Regions from separate parts of the Ovis aries genome. Here regions 2 and 3 are each linked to region 1. A link is a contact called in public Hi-C data. All regions are on one chromosome and are shown on one strand. The core of a region is the stretch at or near the end of the contact, and the rest is flanking DNA. Distances in the headings are between cores, read along the strand shown.

Region 1 (2,700 bases), core at 3-2,502:
GAACCCAATTTAGCCAATGAAGGCCTTTTCAACCTCCACTGACAACATAAATGAGTAGCCCAGAACAAAGCACTGAGGTGCACAGTCAAGCTCCCACAAAGGCTAACTCATTTTAGTCCAAGTGAAAAGAGAAGGTAGCAATCTGGCCAGCTGTTCAAGCGCGGAGTTGGCTCGATAGAACCCATCAGGCCCTATCTGGGCTGACACCTGCCCTCCGAAGTGGAACGCCAACTATCGGTCTCTGGAACCTCAGCCAGCTTTGTCCTTTGTGATAGCGCCACCTAGCGAGACCCTGGAAGCACTGCCGCCTACACCGGCTATGCCAGGACCACTGCGACAAGCCCGATAGACTTTGGACTGGGATTGTGGTCTCCTTTCATTTTATTGCCGGGTTAAAGGTTTAGACTAGTGACGTCCTCCTTCCATGACCCTGCAGAGGAAGCTTGTGTTGTCCCTCCCCGACCCACGTTCAGACCCAAAGGGACTGATAAGCGCGAAGAGTCAGCTATCGACTACCCGTCGTGCAGAATTGACCAGTGATCACTCTGCGATCTCCTCGCATCCAGTCCTCCGGAGCAGGCAAAGCAAGCATTAGCATCCTCATCAAAATCATTGCACAGATGAGAAAACTCAGGGAAGGTGGTTAACCCAAGGTCACAAAACATCGGAGATGACAACCCAAGCCTCCTGTAACCGGGTCGGGTCCCTGGCTCCCTCCCCAGTCACACGCCCCTCCTCATTTCAGCGTGGCCCCAAGGGAACAGAGCCTTGGGGACCGCGCGCCGAGGACAGGCGGGTGGGTGCAGGATACAGATGATACAGCGGCGACCGCAGCTCTCTTTCTTCTCTGCTCACAGAAAGCCCTGCATGTTCATCACGGTTCCGGGCGGGGGAAGAAGAGCCCAGAGCAGGAAACACGGTCCCGCGCAGGTAGCCCCTGGGAGCACGCGGCGCCGGGTCACGTGAGAGGGGCTCGGCGGCGAGGGCTCTAGCACGCACGCACGCCATACGTAAACACGCACTGAGGAGCTGAAGGCGGCGAGCCCGAAGCCCCGGGTCACATGTACAGAACAAGGGGGCGGGAAGGAGAGAGGTGTCACGTGAAGGAGGTCGGAGCAGTGAGGTCACGTGACGGGGGACGGAGGCGGGGCCGCCGAGGAGGAGGAGGAGGGGCACGCGGCTTCCGGCGGTGGGGGGGGCCGGCGAGCGGAGGGGGGGGCCCTGTCCCGGAGGTGGCGGCGGCGCCATCTTGGCGAAGGGGGGATCAGGAAGTGCGGACCGCGGCGGCGGCGGCGGCGGCGGCGGCGGAGCCCGGAGCGGAGGCCGGAGGCTCCCGGCCCGCCGGCCCCGGAGCGGAGCGGAGCGGAGGATGCAGCAGCCGCAGCCGCAGGGGCAGCAGCAGCCGGGGCCGGGGCAGCAGCTGGGGGGCCAGGGGGCGGCGCCGGGGGCCGGGGGCGGCCCGGGGGGGGGCCCGGGGCCGGGGCCCTGCCTGAGGCGGGAGCTGAAGCTGCTCGAGTCCATCTTCCACCGCGGCCACGAGCGCTTCCGCATTGCCAGCGCCTGCCTGGACGAGCTGAGCTGCGAGTTCCTGCTGGCTGGGGCCGGAGGGGCCGGGGCGGGGGCCGCGCCCGGACCGCATCTCCCCCCACGGGGGTCGGTGCCTGGGGATCCCGTCCGCATCCACTGCAACATCACGGTGAGGACCCCCTCGTGTGCGCGTCTCTGGGGTCCTCTTGTCTGGGACTCACCCCACACAGCTTTTTGCTCTCGAGAGAGCTGGGAGGCCGAATCCCCTCTCGGGGTTCGGCTCTTTTTCTTCAGGTTGCACTTGTTTCTGACGCTTGAGATTCTGCCGTGGACCCAGAATCTCTACCCTTCATAGTCAGGGACACCCTGACATATGGCGCCTCGACTACCCCTTCCCATTACCCACCCACATCGCAAGGTTCATAATTTTGGCTCATTTTGGTTACTTCACGACTTTTCTTGACACCTGGGAATGCCCCTCTTCCTCGCCCCCCATCTCAAGGTTCCAGGCCTCTTCATTGACTTCAGCTGGAAGGACCTGGCTTGGAATTCTGTAGATTCAGTGATTACCCCCTTCTCAGAAGTACCTTTGGTTTAGGACGTTGCCACCTGTGAGATCCCTGCCCAGGTGTCTGTCATTCAGTCCCTCTTTCTCTCTGAATTTTACCAGTGATAGTTTGCAATTCATGACCCCTTTGCTTCCTCTCCTTTGGATTGCCTTTTATTCTGGTGTAACCTCTAATTCTCCTCCTTTTGCCCCAGCTGGTAGCTGCCACTCCCATCCTGTTCCCTATGGATATCTCCAGTTGCCCTGGGTTGTTACCTTTCCTAGTAATGATGGTGATGTGCAAGGGCAATCTCATTTGTTCTGAGTGGTAACAGTTCCTTTTCTCCCAGTGAGCATCATTCCATCCTAGGTGTGCAGGGCTGGGAAACACCTTACACGTCTTCCATTTAGGCTAGCCTCAAACATTCTGGAAATAGGGTTGGCGTCTGGTAATCTGGGAATACCTGATACTGCACGGTATAGCACTTAAAATGACTGATCCCATCTGATGTGGTAGTGTTGACCCTGCTGGGAGCACCGGGTCGCGAGCTAGGGGACAGTACTTTATCCAGGCAGGCACACTGCAAGTGGGAGTAGTCTGGAGAAAGACAGACTTGTGAATTGTG
Region 2 (2,700 bases), core at 2-2,501, 290 kb before region 1:
AAGGGGTGATGGTGGGACCAAGAGCCAGGTAGGAAGACATCGCCTTCCTAAAACCCCAGGTGTGCCTGGGGAATCCCAGGCCCCTCTTCACTGATCTCTAAGTCAGTTGCAGTTAGAAATGGAAATGAATTCAGCAGGGTCCCATTTCTTTGGAACTCCCTTTGCACACAGTGGGAGCTTAATAAATACTTGATGATGGTTCTGAACCTGGGAAGCCAGCAGCTGTTCCCAGCTCTGACTCTCAGAACTCCATGGAACAGATCAGGTGGGGAGCAACCACAGGGGTCTTCAGTCTTCCCGCCAGACCCTACCGTGACTCCAAGTCTGGCTGCAGCCATAGTCCCTTTCACACATCCTGCTTTGCGGAGGCCAGTTCTCCCCCCACAACTTCTATCTGGCTCTTTCCCACTCGTCATTTGAGCCACATTTATGGAGCCACCACTTTTCACTGAGCGTCATAGTAGAAAGGCATCTTGGGAGATGGTATAGGGGCTGTGGGTTCAGACTGACCTGGGTTCAGATTCTACTACCCTTAATTACAAATGGGGTAACATCTGGCAAGTTACTTCTCTGTGCTTGAGTGGTTTTTTTAAAGAACGATTTTCATCTGTAGAAGAATAATGACATCATTTTCATAGGGTTGTTGTGAGGCTTAGAAATAACAGATGCTCCTGCACACATATTGCAGGCAGTTCAGTATCTACCTGGGGTCAGGAGGATGTGCCCTTTGCTTCTGTGACCTTGAAGGTGTTACTCAATATCTCTGAGCATCAGTTTGTGAAATGGAAACACGATGCCCGCCTCCTTGGGTATTTGCAGGCTGTAGCTGGATAATAGGCGTGAAATAAGCTATCATAGACCCTGACCATTAATAACTTCCTGTTTCTTGCCACCGCATCGGGGTGCACAGTTCCCCTCCGTACGAGGACCTCTGCTCCTCTTCGCCACCACCCCGCGTGCGCATACATCCCGTATCGCCGTGGGCTGACGGGTTTCTGCCATACCTGTCAGAGGAAAAGAGGGCAGCTGCTCAGCTCCCGGGTGGGAAGCGGAAACTACAGTTCCCAGCCCGCGCTGCGCCGCCGCCGGGGCTGGGAGCGGAGCGCGGCAGGCCCCTCCTCCGGGGAGGAGCCTTTGCGGGGGGCGGAGTTAGGAGGTGGTTGGAGAGTTAAGCCAAGCCAATGAGACCGGCTGCTAATAAGTGGGCTTGGCTTACCCTATAACAGTGGCAGGAGGAGGAGAGCAAAGCTATTGAGCCAGCGAGGAGTGAAGCTGAGCCTGGCCTCACACGCTCCTAGAGGACCACCTCCTGAGACAGAGTTCTTTTTCCCCCTTCTTCTTCTTTCTCCAAGCTCCCCTCCTGCCCTCCTTCCCTGCCCAGTACCATGCATTCTTGAGTGGCAGCGTCTGGACTCCAGGCAGCCCCAGAGAACCGGAGCAAGCCAAAGAGAGAGGACTGGAGCCAAGACACTCTGGTGGGGGAGCTTGGATGCCTGGCTTTCTTTGAGGACATCTTTGGAACGAGGGTGGCTTTGGGGTGGGGGGTTGTGCTGCAGGCAATCCAGCCCGGCCCCAAGATGGACACTTCTGGGCACTTCCATGACTCTGGGGTGGGGGACCTGGATGAAGACCCCAAGTGCCCCTGTCCATCCTCCGGGGATGAGCAGCAGCAGCAGCAGCCGCCGCCACCACCGCCAGCACCACCAGCAGCCCCTCAGCAGCCCCCAGGACCCCCGTTGCAGCCTCAGCCTCCGCAGCTTCAGCAGCAGCAGCAGCAGCAGCCACCGCATCCCCTATCTCAGCTCACCCAACTCCAGAGCCAGCCCGTCCATCCCGGCCTGCTACACTCCTCTCCCACTGCTTTCAGGGGCCCCCCTTCATCCAACTCCACCGCCATCCTCCACCCTTCCTCCAGGCAAGGCAGCCAGCTCAATCTCAATGACCACTTGCTTGGCCACTCTCCAAGTTCCACAGCCACAAGTGGGCCTGGTGGAGGCGGCAGGCACCGGCAGGCCAGCCCCCTGGTGCACCGGCGGGACAGCAACCCCTTCACGGAGATCGCCATGAGTTCCTGCAAGTACAGCGGGGGGGTCATGAAGCCCCTTAGCCGCCTCAGCGCCTCCCGGAGGAACCTCATTGAGGCTGAGCCTGAGGGCCAACCCCTCCAGCTCTTCAGCCCCAGCAACCCCCCGGAGATCATCATCTCCTCCCGGGAGGACAACCATGCCCACCAGACCTTGCTCCATCACCCCAATGCCACCCAAAACCACCAGCATGCCGGTACCACCGCCAGCAGCGCCACCTTCCCCAAAGCCAACAAGCGGAAAAACCAAAACATTGGCTATAAGCTGGGACACAGGAGGGCCCTGTTTGAAAAGAGGAAGCGACTGAGTGACTATGCTCTGATTTTTGGGATGTTTGGAATTGTTGTTATGGTGATAGAGACCGAGCTCTCTTGGGGTTTGTACTCAAAGGTAGGGGCTGCAGTTTCTCTTTATACCTTTGAACAAAAGGAATATGTAGGTAGCAAAAGAGAGAGAGAGTGGGGGAGAGAGAGAGACAGATTGGGGGAGAGAGAGAGAGATGATGGTGGTGGGGAGAGGCGTTTGCTCAATTATATCGAACACTTAACTTCCCATGGTTTTCCTGCTTAATCCCGGGAGAATTCATTCCTTGCTTCCCTTGGAGGGGGGACATCCC
Region 3 (2,700 bases), core at 144-2,643, 360 kb before region 1:
CTTTTCCAATGAGTCGGCTCTTCGCATCTGGCACTTAATAATAAATGAAGCATATTTATTGTATTTTATCATATATTTTCCTCATTTCCTTCTTAATACAACCTGTGAGATGGGAACTCAAGAGTGACTTGCTGAAGGTCACATTCCTGCCAAGTGCTGGGATGCCAAAGCTGGGATTACAATTCCACTGTAGGCTTCCTTCGAAGTACATGCAAATGTGCAGTGCTTTCAGAGTTGCTTACAAGGAAAAAAAGACCTTCGCAAAGTCCATTCTTTTCGTATCTGACCACTGATCATTCTATTTTCCTTAGCTGCTTCTGTGCCATCTTTTCCATGTTGGGAGAATTAACGGTTTCTCCCAAAGGAGATCTTCACACCTCACTTCTCTTTACATGATAGCACGTAAAACAGAAGCAGTAATGGTTTGCAGGCTGTTTTGACAAATTCAGAGAGATACAGGGCAGCGAGCCATAGCTAAAGACAACTCCACTTTCGTAACTGGGGCTGGCTGGCAGCTGCTGTGGGCAGAGTCAGAGCTGGGAATTCAGGATAGAGACAGATCACTGCCCCTTATTTTGCCCCTTGAACTCTCGGTTGAGAGCTGGACTCCAGGTGAAACTAGATAAGCTAGCCCAGGAGTGGCTTCAAAGAGCCTTTTAAACTTATTTTATTCCAAGCTCTCTGCCTTCAAAAAACTTTTGGAGAGGAAGCCGTGGCTATAAAACCGACGTGATTTTTCTTTCTTGGCTTAAAGTGTCGAACTGCAGTAGCCTCGCTGACTTTAATAAATGCCATTTAACAATAAAATAAAGCGTTTGACTAACCCCGCCCCTGCATGACGTCACAAGACACGCCCCTCGAGTCCTCGCCTTATTTCACATCCAGAAACACCTATTTTCACTGTGGGGGGCATATACGGATTTGCTTTAGCACATGCATTAAAATGAACAGATAAACAGGTAGTTCTGAAAGCTTTCGCAATATGAACAAGTTTATTCTTTCTTTGGTGTGTTTGTAGGATTATGTGGAAGGCAGTGTAAGGTTCACTTAGGAAATTTTAAGACGTCACCACCCCGGGAAGAGAATAGTTGCGTCCAACTCCCGCCTCCCCACGTGTCACGCGTGCCAGCTAAGAAGGCGTGGCCGTGACGTCAGGTTGTGGGCGGGTTGGGCGATTCCAAATGAGTTCTGGTAGGGGAGCTTCTTTAAGGAAGAAGGCTGCCCTAGGAATTAACATTCTGTCTCTCCGTATTCCACTTGCGCAGGCTTTAATTTAAAGTCGCGGAAGCACGTGTGCTGGCTGACTATCGTCTCCACGGCCATGAAGAAGACGGGGGCGGGGGCGGAACCCCTCCTTGTCGCCGCTCCACCGAGTGGCCGCGTCCATTCTGTGCCAGTGGTCGGATTTAAGGGGTAGGGGAAAGTTAGCTTTAGGGATCGCAAAGCGTGCTGACCCCATGGCCCCGCTGGGAGGCGTCCCGGGGCTGGTGCTGCTGTTCAGCGGGAAGAGGAAATCCGGGAAGGACTTCGTGACCGAGGCGCTTCAGAGCAGGTGTCCGTGGGGTGGGGAAGGAGGAGGACCGGGAGACCCCGAATCACGTGACACGAGGGGTGTGTTGGGGTGTGATGGAGTGAGCCTTGGAGTTGGGGTCCTCAGGTTGCAGGGCAGAAGGACCACTGGCTGGCCAGAAGTGGAGGATTGTCACCGTCAGGAAAAACAGCAGTCTACACACGCCCCCCCCTCAAAGAACCAGGCGGGCTATAGATCTTTCGAGAAGTATTAGTAACAGTTGCTACCAAGGCGCTTTTTATACACCATTCCTAATCCCCCAGACAGTAATTCGAGGTAATGTACAGAAGAAGAAACTGAGTCACAAATAAAGGATTTGCCTCAGACCACACCCCAATTGTATCTGACTCCACAGACAAATCCTTAGCTAGTACTCCACCTAGCTGATGGGATTTATTGAGCTTTTATTGTATGCCAGATACTGTTGTTAGGTACTGGGTGTTATTTTTAGTCAGTATCTTCATTTTGCACATGCAAAAAAGGAGACTCTGAAAAGTTCAAAAGACAAACGACACCCAAACCTGCCAGGAACACAAAGTTGGTAGATCCAGGACTCAAATTCAGCTTTCTTCTAGCTCTAAGGAATGGATTGTTTTTGCTTTTCCCTATTGCTTCTTTAATACTTTTTTGTTTAAGTGTCTTTTTTTTTTTGGCCTCTGCCTGCTCGCTTTTGAGACTTAGTTCCCCAATCAGGGATCGCATCCCAGACCTTAGCAGTGGAAGTGTGGAGTCTTAACCCCTGGGCCACCAGGGAATTTCAGCAGGTTTTCTCCCAAAGGAAGATGTTCTGTGTGGGAGCATTTTTTTCTGGCTAAGCAGAGCACAGAAGCCAGAGAAGGTGGAATGGGGCTTCTCTCCTGTTGAAGGCCAGTGTGTTGAGGGTGCTAGGAGGCTGCTTTTGGGCACCATGGGGAGTCTAAGAGGTTGTAGAAAATCCAAGGCAGAATTTGCCACCTGAATCTTTCACCACTAAGTATCTGTCACCTTTTCCCAAGTTACATTTCTCAACCCAGCACATCAATCACTTTGTGGTCAGAAGCACAGACTCGGGAATTAAGACTGCTGGGATTCAAATCCTGACTCATCAGTTTATTCGAGTATGATCTTGTCCAAGTTTCTTATGCATTCTG

The links. Hi-C and Micro-C count contacts between places; a contact is called where the count stands out from the background.
Region 2: a Hi-C map of mixed tissues shows a contact between it and region 1, with 4 times the contacts expected there. The contact joins the promoter of KCNN3 here to the promoter of UBE2Q1 in region 1. A contact is called at or near these places in 6 of 16 Hi-C or Micro-C datasets (blood, hypothalamus, liver and 2 more).
Region 3: a contact with region 1 is called in a Hi-C map of tail adipose tissue, with 2.5 times the contacts expected there. The contact joins the promoter of PMVK here to the promoter of UBE2Q1 in region 1. A contact is called at or near these places in 4 of 16 Hi-C or Micro-C datasets (hypothalamus, liver, skin fibroblasts and 1 more).

Annotation. Positions count from the first base shown.
Region 1 is chr1:104,793,715-104,796,414 of ARS-UI_Ramb_v3.0, reverse strand. It overlaps UBE2Q1 (ubiquitin conjugating enzyme E2 Q1), which reads left to right and starts at 1,252. Exons shown (of 12, transcript XM_060414764.1): 1 at 1,252-1,696. The coding sequence starts at 1,370.
Region 2 is chr1:105,086,603-105,089,302 of ARS-UI_Ramb_v3.0, reverse strand. It overlaps KCNN3 (potassium calcium-activated channel subfamily N member 3), which reads left to right and starts at 1,251. Exons shown (of 9, transcript XM_027975753.3): 1 at 1,251-2,474. The coding sequence starts at 1,578.
Region 3 is chr1:105,153,781-105,156,480 of ARS-UI_Ramb_v3.0, reverse strand. PMVK (phosphomevalonate kinase) reads left to right here and starts at 1,393. Exons shown (of 5, transcript XM_060414815.1): 1 at 1,393-1,552. The coding sequence starts at 1,458.